Regions from separate parts of the Sus scrofa genome. Here region 1 is linked to region 2. Evidence: chromatin contacts called from public HiChIP or PLAC-seq data. All regions are on one chromosome and are shown on one strand. The core of a region is the stretch at or near the end of the contact, and the rest is flanking DNA. Distances in the headings are between cores, read along the strand shown.

Region 1 (7,088 bases), core at 3,969-6,468, 570 kb before region 2:
ATAATAATAAGGGAAGGAGGGAGGAGTTCCCCCTGTGGCTCAGGGGTTAAGCATCTGACTAGTATCCATGAGGATGCGGGTTCCATCTCTGGCCTTGCCCAGTGGGTTAAGGATCCGTATTGCCATGAGCTGTTGGGTGGGTTGCAGATGCAGCTCGGACTCAGCAGAGCCATGGCTGTGGTGTAGGCCAGCAGCTGTAGCTCCAGTTGGACCCCTCGCCTGGGAAGCTCCCTATGCCTTGGGTGCAGCCCTGCAAAGAAAAAAAAAATTTTTTTTAATTTAAAAAAAACTAAACGGGCTTCCCTTTACTCACTAATCCCAGTTCATCATTGAGATGGAGGTCCGAATCCTCGCCAGTCCCACCGTGTGCAGGCTTGTGTGTGGGCTTGTCACGCCTCTGGATCTTCTTCTAGACGTAATTTTGTCCAGTTTGTTTGAGAGATGACTGAAGGGGAAGCTAGGGGAGAGTGCTGGTCGTCGGTTAATTACTTGGTCTTCACGTCAACTTCTGTGGTCTATGGACAGAAGCAACAAGTTAGGCAGGGTGTTGCGTGATCAGAAGATTTGAAAGGTGTGCTTGCGCCGGAGATGCAAAGAGCATCAGGGTGCCTGGTTTAAAAGTTAGTTTCAATATGACTTTTTGCAAAAGCGACAAGGAAAGGAGCTTCCTGCTGAGGGTGGCTTCCTGCTAAGAGCTGCTTTCAGGCAGACAAAAGGGATGGAACAACTAGGAGATGTTGGTTGAAAGCGAGTTTTAAAATACTGATGTTCCAGTGGTGACATAGCACTAGGAAAATAAACAGGGAAAATGCCACGAGTCAGGGAAGTCTTGTTCCATCACGCAAAGGTGGAGACTCTGGCCCCCAGTTTGGGGTCTTCCTTCTAACTGTCTGCTGGCCTCCACATGGCAGGGCATTTTAAGACTTCACCATCTAGAAAAACCTCAGGCCCAACCCTCTCTCCCTTACCTGGGACTTGCCCTAGGATGGGTCGGAAGCTCTCTTTTCCTCTCTGGTGAGTATAAGGAAATGTCCTCCTCCTCGAGGTCAGACTGGCTGGTTCACGCTCCCTGTAGCCTTCATGGGATGGTGCTGTGGGAAACCAAAGCATTAACCCAAATAAAAGTGACTCTTATACAGTCAAAGGGACTGTTTTCTCCTTGTGAGCACTTTCCAGAGAGTACCTCCCCATCCCCCTCCAGAGAGTACATTTAAGGCCAGGATGCAGAAATCCCACAGCACAGTTCACAAAAGTTGCCTTCAGTCTCTCCAGCTCCTCATCTGTGCAGTGTATTTCCCTCCATTCTTTTCATGCCAAATGTGCCTGTTTTTAAGGATCCCTATGTGTGTCTTTTCTCCCCGACGTACTCTGCTCTCAGCAAGGATGACACACCAGTGATTTAAACCTTCCTGGGTTACCCCAACTGCAGAACCTCTTCAGACGTATTTGCAGAATTCAAATGTTAAATCTGATCTCTAGGATAAAATATAAGGCTTTATCACTTGTTACATAAGCATAGCGTTGCCTTAGATATTATAAAGTCCCTATGAAAGGTATACATTAGTTTTGGATAGAACATGAACTGTACCTTAAAAAAAAAAAAAGTGTGACCTCAAAGAGTAAGTGCCGCCTGGGATGGGGGGAATCTTTCTCCATCATTCTTCAAACTGAACCCTCTGAATAACTGGTTATTTACCTCTGACTGAGGTCACACTGAAGCCTTGTAATCTTCCAGGTGCCTCCTCGTTCAGCCTGAAATGCCTCCCTTTCTTTAATTCTTCCATCAGATCCTGGCCAGGAGTCTTGAAATACAACCTTGTTGGGCATTTGCCTGTGGTTCGCAGGTGAGAGTTGGATTCTCCCCTGAGCGAGCATGTCCCCCAAGGTTTCCAGGCATCTCCCTTAGCTGTATTTAGATCACTTTCTGAAGTAGAAATCCCTGCTCAGGCTGGGGGAAGCCAGAGTCTTGAAGGTGTGTCCCAGGAGGATGTTCTACGGGCATCATCCTTGGTAAGGTCTGCAGAGGAGCATGGGAAGTAGAAGTGATGCAGCCTTGGCACCAAAACCAATAACCAAACCCACCGAAGTTGCTCCAGCTGAAGTTAGGGCAGGGTCTCTACTGTCCCATATGTGTGTGCTCTCTCCACTAGAGTGGAGAAAAGAAAGACTAAAAGAGAATAAAGACTAAAAGAGGAGTTCCCATTGTGGCTCAGTGGTTAATGAATCTGACTAGGAACCATGAGGTTGCAGGTTCGATCCCTGGCCTTGCTCAGTGGGTTAAGGATATGGCATTGTCATGAGCTATGGTGTAGGTTGCAGATATGGCTTGGATCCTGCATTGCTGTGGCTGTTGTGTAGGCTGGCATCTGTAGCTCCCATTGGACCCCTGGCCTGGGAACCTCCATATGCCATGGGTGCAGCCCTTAAAAAAAAAAAAAAAAAAAAAAAGACTAAAAGAAAGATGGAAGAAAACAAATAAAATGGATTGAGTCATAATTGACTCCTTAGTCCTCATGGCACCTATGGGAAGGGGATAGATGACCTTCCCAATGAGCCAACAAGCTTAAAGGGAGCTGGGGGTCAGCTTGACTCTGCACTTCAGTCATCACATGATTTGCCTCTTTGATGGTTTACAAAAATGAAGATTTCCTACTGAGAGGAAATTCAGACTGGAAAGATTGTGGGAGCCATCTCGTTCCACTCCTTTGGTTTTAAAGATTAAACTATAATCCAGATTAGTAAATGGGGGTATGAGTTTCTGATTGCTATTGTAACAAACCAAAGCCATTAAAAACATAGTGGGTGAAAACAATGCAAAATCATCTCCTTGCAGTTATGGAGTATATTAAGTCCACACCAGGCAAAGGTCAAGGTGGCAGCAGGGATATGTTGATTTCTGGAGGGTCCAGAGGAGAATCCATTTCCTTGGCTTTTCCAGCTTCTCGAGACTACCCACATTCCTTGGCTGATGGCCCCTTTCATCTTCCAAGCCAGCAATGGCCGGTGGACTTTTTTCCCATAACATCACTCTGACAGCAACCCTTCGGTCCCCTTCCTCTCCATTTAAGTTAAACCTTTATTTCTTAACAATTGGGCTGACTGAAATTTGAACTTGGGGCCCACTCAGATGATCCAGTCTAATCTCCTTTTCTCAAGGTCAACTGATTAGAAACCCTACTTCCATTTATAACCTTAATTCCTTTTCTTGCTGAGTAGTCTAACATATTTTGAGGCTCTGGGGATTAAAATGTGGACATAAATGGAAAGCCATGATTCAGGCAACCACAGCTGGCCTGCTTAGCTTCACACTAGAATGTAGAATATCTGATTCCTAGGTGATGCTCGTTGCCCATTTCCAATATAGTTCTGAGAATGGAGAGCAAGATCATTTCTAAATATCTAACTGTTCTCTCCTTCCTGCTGCTAAAGGGCCCTCACATCTGAATTTCAGAAGAACTGGGCCTCTAAGACCTTATCTCTTTTCCCCTCTGAAGTTACCCTTTGACCCTAAATATTAATAAAGCTAAAGGGATGTTTACCTTGCACCTTGGAAAATGCGTTTTAGAAGCATGCAACATGAAGTTGAGTTTTAGGTGGGGATATCAATCTATACATGGAAAAAGGGAAGAAGAAGAAAAAAGGCAGGTAGGAAGGAACTAATATCCACTGAATACCCACTCCCTACCATTCAGCGGGATAGGTCTCTGCATTCACCTATTCAACAAGTATCCGTTGAATTCTTTCTGGATGAATACCATCTGTCAGAGTCTAGGTTCTGGGGATATAATCCCCAATGAAGTACACAGAATTCTTGCCCACAGAAGTAGTGGCAGAGCTGGGCCAAAAATAAATAACACAAATAATATCATATAGTGACACATGCCATGATCATATTAAGGAGGGCAGCATGGTAGAGACTGTTGGAAGACAGATGGCATCACATCATTGCCCCAGTGATTCTGGAAGCAGATGCTTCTTTCACCAAGATTCAGGTGTGCCAGACAGAGGGATATGAAGTGAGGAACACTGTGTAATTATAGCAGCTACACTGTCCAGTGTTACACGGTCTCGGTATTTAAAATCCCTGCAGGATTTCCCTGGTGGCTCAGTGAGTTGAGGATCCGGCCTTGTCACTGCTGTGGTGCATATTTCAATCCCTGGTCCCTACACAGACATGCTCTCTTGGCCTTAAAAACAGAAAAGTGTCATCTTGCATGTGCTGCCATCTCCAGTGACCCCCACCTCTCTGGTCTTCTCATTGAAACTAAAGTCACTCTTACATGCCTGAATGGAGGTATGCAAATAAAGGGGTTCAGGTCCTTAAAATACCCTCTGCTCACACATCCTATCTGTATCTCCAGACTTCCCAAATCTATTAAAACTCTTTGAGGAGTCAGCTTGAAGAATTTAACAGCATCAAGCAGCCCACTTAGTGGACAGAAGGCAGAAAACCAAGTTACAAAAAAAGTGCAGTGATAGTTCAGGGTCATTCCAAAGGGAGAAGTCAGGCCATCTGCCATGGCCCTGATTCCTCCCTAGAGGGGAAAGGATAATGAGCCATCACAGCATATGACTGGGCTTGCTCACGTAAATTACTTTGGTCCATATGATTTTAACAGACACAAAAACAAAGTCTTGAAGATGAATGTGTAGTCAGACTTTCCCTCTTGCCTTTCTCTTATTGCCATGAGAACATGCTCTGAACAGGCCCAACAAGGATGAGAGCTCGGTGGAGCAGCCTGAGCAAATCCACAGCTCAGAGCCAAGATCAACCCATTGAGTCTAGATCAGCTGACCCCCGGCCAAGCCCAGGCACAGGAAAGTGAATAAATGAGGGTTGCTTTAAGCCGCAAAGTTCTGAGGTAATTTCTTACACAGCGTTACTGTTGCAATTAGCTGACATACACAGGGGATTGCAGTTTTCCCTGGTATAAATCTTAGTAGTTGTCATACATATTCAAATTAGAGTTTTGAAGCCATCAGAGGAAGATTTTTTTTTGAGAGCAGCAGCTGAACACAGGGCCCAGTCAGTCCCGAAACAGCAGTCTTAGAAGCTGTACAGAAGAAGTCTTACTAACTAGATAACACCAATGCTGACTCACTCAATGACTCCAAAGAGCTGGGGTCACACTTTCTCTAAAGCCAGCAGGTCTGCTCTGCATTTGACCCCTGCTGGATGGAGTTATTTTGGATCTGTTCTTGTGACTCTGGGGCTTAAAATAGTCACTGCTGAACCATCTGTCTTGGGATCCATCTCACTTCTGAAATGTGTAGCAGCTGTGGCTGAATTGAAAGCAGCTCCTGTTAAGAAAGTGAACAATCTCTCGGCTTTTCTCCATCCTATGAGTGTGCCCTAGGGAGAAAATAAAATAGAGGGCATTTGGCTGCCAAAGAAGGATAAGAGCTTCAGAGGGGAACTTGGGAGATGCTGGGTAGATAGAAAATGAGGACTGGGACAGCTGCCAGAGGGCCTGGAAAGGAGCCAGGTTACATAAAGTTCAGACAGAGATGCTGACAGCTGGAGGTGCAGGAGGGAAAGGTGTAAGGAACAGTGCAGAGCATAGCTCTGGGATGGCAGAGCAGCAAGGTGTGGCCGAAAGGGCACCAAATCAGAGGTCAGAGGGCCCCAGCCCAAGACTCAACTGGACCACCCAACTGTCACTGTGAGGCTGTCTGCACATCTTTGCAACTCCCAGCCTGAGCTTTTTTTACTGTAAGGATGGAATGAATGGGAGTTCCTGTTGGGGCTCAGCAGATTAAGAACCTGACATAGGGTCTGTGAGGATACAGGTTCGATCCCTGACTTCACTCAGTGGGTTAAGGATCCAGCGTGGCTGCAAGCTACAGCGTAGGTCACAGATGCAGCTCAGATCCTGCATGGTTATGGCTGTGGTGTAGGCCTACAGCTGCAGCTCCGATTCAACCCCTAGCTCTGTAATTTCCATGTGGCCCTAAAAAGAAAAGAAAACAAAACAAAAGATGGAATGAATGATACTTAGCTCAGGTTGTGAGCATCAATCAGAATAACACAAAGACTAAATGAAGTTTGTAAACCTAAGCAAAATGTAGTCAATCACACACAGGTCTAGATGTCACCTCTCTGTCCCTTTTACTGTCTTATGGTATATTTTCAGGACTTGGTTCAAAGTCTGGCATCACACACACACACACACACACACACACACACACACACCCATGCAATGCTGTAATTGTTAAATGGGCAAATGCCATTAATGCATTTACAGAAAATCAAGACTGAAATTCCTGGCAAAGTAAGAAACCACTGTTGTTCTTATCCTGAAATCTTCTGGAAAGTGCATTCTACTCGAGAAGAATTAATGACAGTTGACTCGCCTGCCTGACATCCATGGCAGACAAACAAGAGCCACTGCAGCCCTAAAGAAGAACCCCAACCCACAAGGAAAAGTCCATTGCCAGTGTGGAGCTGATGGGAGCCTAGGGGGAAGCTTGCAATAATGAAAATGGGGCAGCTCTCTGGGGAAAGCGCCCTTCTTCCATCTCTCTCCCCCTTAGGCACTTGTCTTCATTTCCACGTGGTGTCTACACTGGCCCTAGAATTGAACACACCCTGTACTGCCACTTCCAAATCTGTAGGATCTTTGGAAAGCTGCTTACTCATTTTTCTATGCTTCACGTCCTCCTCTGTAAAATGAATATGAATAATATACTCACTTCAAAGGGTTGTTAAGAGTGGGTCAAGCTCAGCCTGTTTGTCTGAATAGTTTTATTGGAACCCAGCCAGGCTCACCTATTTACATATTGCCTACGGTTATTTTTATGCTGCAGGAGCAGGGCACCGTAGCTGGGACAGAGTACCTGAAACCTGAAAGAGTTACAATTTGGCCCTTTAGGGAAACAGTTTGCTAGCTCCTGGTTTCAGTGAGGTAACAAATGTAAACCTTTTAATAGAGTCTGGGACATAGCTGCGGTCATGAAATATTGTTGGTATGAAATGGGATAAAGAGAAATAACTGCTTCTCACTTTTGGAAGAGAGGGGTTGTTGTCTAAACAGGTCCAGGCGGGGGCTGTGGCTCAAAGGCACCACAGGCGTGAACAGAGGAGCCAT
Region 2 (6,443 bases), core at 972-3,471:
ACCCAGTTTCCGTTGTCCCCTGGGGCTGGGCCTCCACCAGTCACCACTTCCGGTCCAGGGGCCAAACTTTCACTCTACTTTCTGCTAAGTGTCCTCACACAGGCACTGAAGTCCTTTTGACCAACAGCCAAGCACACCTGGCAGTGTTTCTTCCTTGCTTTGGCCACTAGGACACTTAGGGCCAGTTAGCAGTGCCTGCCCTTGGCTCCCACCTTAGTAAAACTATCCAACTTTATAGTTTGTACCCCTGCCAATTATAATTTTCATTCTCACTCTTTCTCTTCTCCTTTTATTCTCTCTTTATCCTGATTCATTCTTCTCTTTAATTTTATTTTAGTGGGTTGTTTTTGTTTTCTAAGCTGCCTCGGACATTTTCGTTTGTTTTGTTGGAGTTGTTGGTTTTTTTCGTTTTTTGTTTTAGGTTTTTAGGGATGCAGGTGTGGCATATGGAAGTTCCCAGGTCAGGGGTCAAATTGGAGCTGCAGCTGCTGGCTGCCACAGCCACAGCAACGCCAGATCTAAGCCCCATCAGTGACCTAAACTGCAGCTCTTGGCAACGCCGCAGGCTTTAAGCCATTGAGCAAGGCCAGGAATCAAACCCACATCCTCATGGATACTAGTCAGGTTCTTAACCCACTGAGCCACAGTGGGAACTCCCAACTGCCTCAGACATTTTTGGAAGAAGATGGGGACCATGTAAACCAGTAACTAAGGAGGAGCTAAGAATAGCAGCCAGCCTGCACGGAGCCTTCACCATGAGATGGCACTAAACTAAGCCCTTCTCTTTTCAGCCACTAATTCCTTTGCTCTTCACAAGGCCTATTCCACAAACATAACAGAAGACTTGGGGTTAGATCTATTTTATAGGCCCAAAAGCATAGGCTACAGCATTGAACCACGATCAGACAGTGCATGACAGGCCCTGGGCTTACCCAGGGGCAGGCAGCTCCAAGGCAGGCTCTGGGCCATCTGGAGGAACTGCCAACTCCCCCCCTCCCGCAGGCGCGTGGAAGCAACAGCAGCTCTTGAGTTCCGACCTCTTGCCTGCCCTGTTTATGGAGACGACTTCTGAGAAACCATTTCCCATGTTCTCAGAACAGATAGTTGCAAGAAGAGGTAATGAAAGTATGGAGCTCGCAAATGTCACATTAGCGATAGAAGGAAGTACGCTGGTGAGAATCAGTCGCTGCAAAATTAATCACCCCGAGTGAGCGTATTAACATTTATAATCACAAGTGTCTTGCAGATCAGGTCTGCAGCAAACTGATTTAGCTGTAACCTGTTTGCCACACCATCATGTTTGCATTATCCAAGCGGCATGCTACAGGCTTGCCTCTGGCAGGCCGGGCTCTCCTAGTCTTGCTGGTGTGAAATGCTAGGCTCTAGCAGCCTCCAGAAGCCCCTTTTGCACCAGTCTCTGCACTTATGGGCTCCTGCCCTCCACACTCCACACCAGCCAGGTATGGACAGGGCTGGGGACTACTGAGAAAGATCTGGAACCCAGGCCTTCTGCGCTGTCTAACTGGGAGCCAGGAGATGGTGTTCCACTCATCCCAGACAAGCGAAAGCTCCTAAACCCCTAAGGAAATGTCAAGTGCCTTCCAAGTGCCCAGCTCCATCTTTCCCACAGAGCCAGCTTCCCTCCCCTCCAAACCCATGAAGCCCCCGAGGGACTGGTTGCAAATAACAGAATCTGCCTGGGGACTTACTGAGTTTGCAGGTGCCCTCCCACGCTCTTCCAGAAGGCCCGCCCCACCTCTGTCTCACACACACATATGCCTGTGCCTGTGTTCACACATGCACAGGGCATACACACACACACACGTACACGTGCATGCACACGCCACACACACATGCACACTGCATACACACATCACCCACACGCCCTTCCCCTTTGATGCCCTCCCAGGAGGTGGACCATCCATCCACAAAGACCCTGGAAAGTACTAATTACTAAAGATACTAATTACTAACTGATCTGCCCAAATTCACATGAAGAGCTCAGGCAATGTGGAAACCCGATCGAGCCCTGGAAGACGCGCACAGAAAATATACATAGGTCACGGCTACACCGCGCCAGAAGCCATTCTCATTGGCCCACGGAATCCTTAGCTGGAAATAGGTCCAAAAATAAACAGCGCTGGTGGGAGAGAGTCCCAGATAGGTTCAGATCCCTTCCAGCTGGTGTGCAGATGTGAGCAGCGGACGAGCCAACAGAAAGGGGGCTCCTTTACTCCAGAGTGGACTGCGATTCTGGAACAGGAGGAGGAGGGCCTTTGCTATTGTCCAGGCCAACTGGCTCCTTTTACAGCTGAGGAAACAGGCTCAGAGGCCTGCGGTGCACTGTCTGCAGCCTGGCAGGCTGTGTCTCCCTGCAGCCCCACCGGCCTGGGGCCTCCCCCACACCCAGGATACCAGACTTCAGAGGACTTCCAGAAGCTTCTTCCAATCGGGGGGCCCACCTCACCCTTCCCCTGCTCCCAGTATATCCCTCACCCCTCCCCTGCTCCCAGTAAATCCCTCACCCTTCCCCTCCTCCCAGGATATCCCAGCCCCGAGCCTGACAGCCTCACAGAAGCAGGGACGGAGGGAGACTCAAGGAGGTGGAGTCCTGACGTGGGCAGTTTGCACCCACCTCCAGGCCTTGGTTTCTCTTCTGTAAAATGGGAGGGTTGGATAAGTCCCTTCCAGCCCTCCTGCTCCCTGGCCCCGAACACTCCAGGGAGCCCGCAGAACCAGGATGCTCAGGAACTTGGCCCTGTGCTGCCTTTACACCCCTCTTTTCCAGGACCGGCTTCCCCCCCAGCCTGCTCCCACCTCAGCAGAAAAGCCCAGAAACTATCCCAGTTTCTCGCATCATGGGGAAAAAAAGCAAGAGTTGTTCACGACGAAGGATAAAAACCGATTCTGGAGAAGGCAGTGCTGAACCCAAGAGACGGGCAGGGAAGCTGAGCCCAAGCCTAAAGCTGGGTCATGTGACCCACAGCTCAGCGCCCTCCCGGGGTCACCCGGCTGCCCCAGGGGAGCATCCCCTCGGGGATGGGATGACCCCACATTCAGCTTCTCCTGCCAGTGGCTCAGCGGCCTGGCACTGTGTCTCTGGCACACACAGGGTCCTGAATGCCTTGTGTGGGAGACACCGCTATGTGCCGAATCTTCGCCAAGTCTCAGTTGCCCCTCGGCGCCATTCCTGCCCCAGCAGTGACCCTCCGCATGGCCTGAGACCACCTTCAAGGGGCACCATCCCCTGTGTCTCAGCAGCCCCACTCCCCTCTTGCCTCCTCACAGGGGCTCCCTCTTGCCACGTGGCACAGGATACTGGAGAGCCAGACCTTCTCCAGCCCCACACACGTGACACCTGGAAGGAAGGACAGTGCGTGTCCCCTCCTGACCCACAACTTTCCAGGGAAAGGGCAGAATCCCCACCCAGCACGTGGAGCCCTGGTCCCCTCCTCAGGGCATCTCCCCCATCCCCACTGCAATCGACACCCACAGTCCTGAGTCACTGCTGTCACCACCAGGCTCTTGCACAGGCAGTGTCCTCCTCCAGGAATGTCCCCTCTGCCTCTAGAAAGCCTTCCCGTCCCCAGTATGAGCCGGCTGCTCTCCCCCTGGGTCCCCATAGCCCTGAGCATGCACTGTCTCAGCATGTTATTTGGTGACCGCTGGCTTCTCTGGGTCCCTGCAGGACCATGAGACCCTCTTCCAGGCTGAGGGCCCCACCGAGGACAGGGACCCTGTCCTCAGTGCCCTGCACAGAGCCTGGGCCAAGATCGTGTCCTTAGTGTTATCAGGGTCACGGCTGTCACACCTCAAGAGAAGAGGAAGAACTTGGCACTTCCTCGCATACAATGTGTTTTGCCCATTTTTCTCCTGCTCATCTCCAGGCCAAGGGAAAGCATTTCCAAACCATTTTCCAGGGACAAGGGGAAGGTTCTGCCCTCAGAAAGGAAGAGCCATCCAAGTCAAAGATTCCCTCGAAGCAAGTGATGACTGAGTTATCACCCAAACAGGGACACACCTGAGAGGGAAGGGGCCACACAGGGACAGCAGCAGCTGTCCAGACACAGGCACCGGCCTGAGCAAACCTGCCTATGCAGAAGTCCCACCACAAAGCCAGCTGAGAGGGTGGGCCCCCCACTGGGGCTGGCAAGTCACCCAGAGCAAACCTGGCCGCCAGGGTCCTTGCCTAGGTGGAAGTGACACGGATCAGAACCCATACCCTGTTCTCCAGGCATCTCCACGTCGTAGCCAGAAGGGACAGTCTCACCCACAGAGCTGCTTTCTGGAAGGAAAGGAGGTCACCCAGGAGCACTGAGGCCTCACTGTGGGAGGCAAAGGATTTCTGGAGGCCAGCCGTCTCAAAACGAGGCTCTGAGGTCCTGCAGGCGTGAGGGAACCAGGCCCTCTGCAGGCGGATCTCAGCCCGGACACCTGCCTGTGAGGAGCCCTGGTGTCCTCAGGCTGGAATGGTGGCCCTGCAAGGTCCCTCCAGGAACATCTGCTTACACACAGTGTGAACCTATGACCATGAGACCCCATCAGCCTCAGTAGTTTAGAAGGAATGTGCCGTCACCATGTGAAAGACACTGAATACACTGGTGCATTTATCGGTCTACTGTTTAACGTCGGCTCTCCTCCCGGCTACAAACTCCTTAGGAGCTGATCCTGTGTCCGTCCTGTTTACTGCTGGGCTACCAACACCTAGAAGGGTGCCTGGCACACAGTAGGCCCTCAAGGGCTGAATACACAGGCAGACTCAGGGCTGCTAGGCTGTTCTGGCAGAGTGGGGCAGACAGATAGCGAGTCTTTCTAGAACAGAAAGAAACAGACACCACCTCCCCATCTACCCTTCCAAGCTGGTCTGCTGGGGTGGGGGCGGGGTGGAGACACAGGAGGAACGGGAAGGGCCTGGGTCTCCGACATCCTCCCCACCGGCTCCTCGAGCCCTGGAATCCAGACCTGGGAGCTGAGCCTTCATGACGAGGGCAGGCAGCGGGAGGAGGGCTCTGGAGGGGCCCCATCCAGGAGCACACAGACCAAAGAACCACCGCCCTTCCCTCCACCCGCCACACAGCAACGCCCCTGCAGAGTGGGGCACTTATTCTTTGGACCGTGGATGTGCCATAAAGACCTGTGCCTTCCAAAGCACACACTCCGAGCTGAGGCAGGACGTGTCACTCTGGCCCCCTGTGCTTTGGGATCCCAAATGCTCATTGTTCCCTTGACGACCAGGACCTGAGCCTTGACATGTGCCAGGCCTGTGCTCTGCAGTCCGCCCGTGCAATCCCCTTTAATCCTCCCCCGTATGCTGGCCATGGGCACTGAAGCAAGGGTGGCAGGGCCAGCTGCCCAGACTACCAGCCAAAACAGGGCCAGGTGGGAAGCAGCAGGAGCTGCCCAGCTCAGGGTCCCTGGCAGGGGTAGGGGCACCGCCAGGTGTGTGGCTGCCCAGCTAAAAAGAGAGCCAGCCAAGCCCTCGTTCCTGCCGCACCACCAACCACCAAAGTCCATGCATGCTGGGGCCTCCTCTGGCTGCAGACAGGCCTGTGCACAGGAGCCTGCAAACATCTTACACGAAGCAAGGGAGACACCTGGTGGCTGTCACGAGCGCTCCTGCTCAGGCCTACAGTGCCCATCGGCCTGGACTCTCCCAGGTCCTCCGCCCCCCTGGGCACCCGGCTAGGCCGGTGGGCCCACCCCCTCCTTGAGGTCAGCTGTCTTCCCAGAGCATCAGGGATCCTGCCTTGCAGAGGGGACCTCAGCCCTGGACGCCTGCCCCCGTGAGCCCTAGGGGCCTCCCGCTGAAATGTGGCCCTGCCCAGGGGCAGAGGGACTAGTTAAATAAGATAAACCAACCTCTGGTTCATAGAATTTCCCCCGGCAGGGACCCCTCAGAAGCCTTGCTTAGGGCCCAGGAGGCCTACACACCCCTCTGTCCAGACTTCCACCACCTTCTCTGCAACTGCAGCTGGAAGACCAGCTCCCCTGAAGCCTCCCAGGGCCCCCGCCCCACCCCCCAGAAACACATCTCCCTGCAGGCACCACGCCCTCCAGCTGAATCGAGGGACTCGGGTCAGATAAGGACTTGGTTCTTCATCTTCGACTGGCTTGGAACTTTCTTAACGTTTCTCTTAGCATTGTCAGAAACTGGGAATTTTTTTTCAATGAATGGTTTTGAAAGCATCGATTGATTGACTGGTGGGTTCTGCAGAAGAAGTTTTATTTAGATACAGGGGATTTTTTAACTGTGGCAAAACGCTCATGACATACAATTTACCATCTTAACCCTTTTTAAGTGCATAGTTCAGTGGCACTCAGTACACCGTCAACCATCTCCACCATCCATCGCCAGAATGTTTCATTGTCCCCAGCTGAAACTCCGTCCCCATTAAACATGAGCTACCATTCCTCTCCCCAGCCCTGGGCAACCAGCCCTGCCC

What was found. HiChIP or PLAC-seq counts read pairs in DNA pulled down with a chosen protein or histone mark.
Region 1: a contact with region 2 is called in an H3K27ac HiChIP or PLAC-seq map of skeletal muscle, with 3 times the contacts expected there. The contact joins two enhancer-like sites. A contact is called at or near these places in 1 of 47 Hi-C or Micro-C datasets (heart right ventricle) and 1 of 2 datasets of contacts at active chromatin or transcription factors (skeletal muscle).

What each region holds. Positions count from the first base shown.
Region 1 is chr3:12,677,286-12,684,373 of Sscrofa11.1, reverse strand. No RefSeq gene overlaps it. Among named protein-coding and RNA genes, the nearest start is that of CASTOR2, 640 kb to the right of the region's middle. Within about 2 kb of position 5,218, at least 10 of the 83 cell types and tissues checked have an H3K27ac peak or open chromatin away from gene starts, as enhancers often do. A contact at or near this core is called in skeletal muscle, where this site is marked.
Region 2 is chr3:12,104,174-12,110,616 of Sscrofa11.1, reverse strand. All of the region lies in intron 3 of LOC102168016 (a long non-coding RNA gene), which reads right to left. Among named protein-coding and RNA genes, the nearest start is that of CASTOR2, 67 kb to the right of the region's middle. Within about 2 kb of position 2,221, at least 9 of the 83 cell types and tissues checked have an H3K27ac peak or open chromatin away from gene starts, as enhancers often do. A contact at or near this core is called in skeletal muscle, where this site is marked.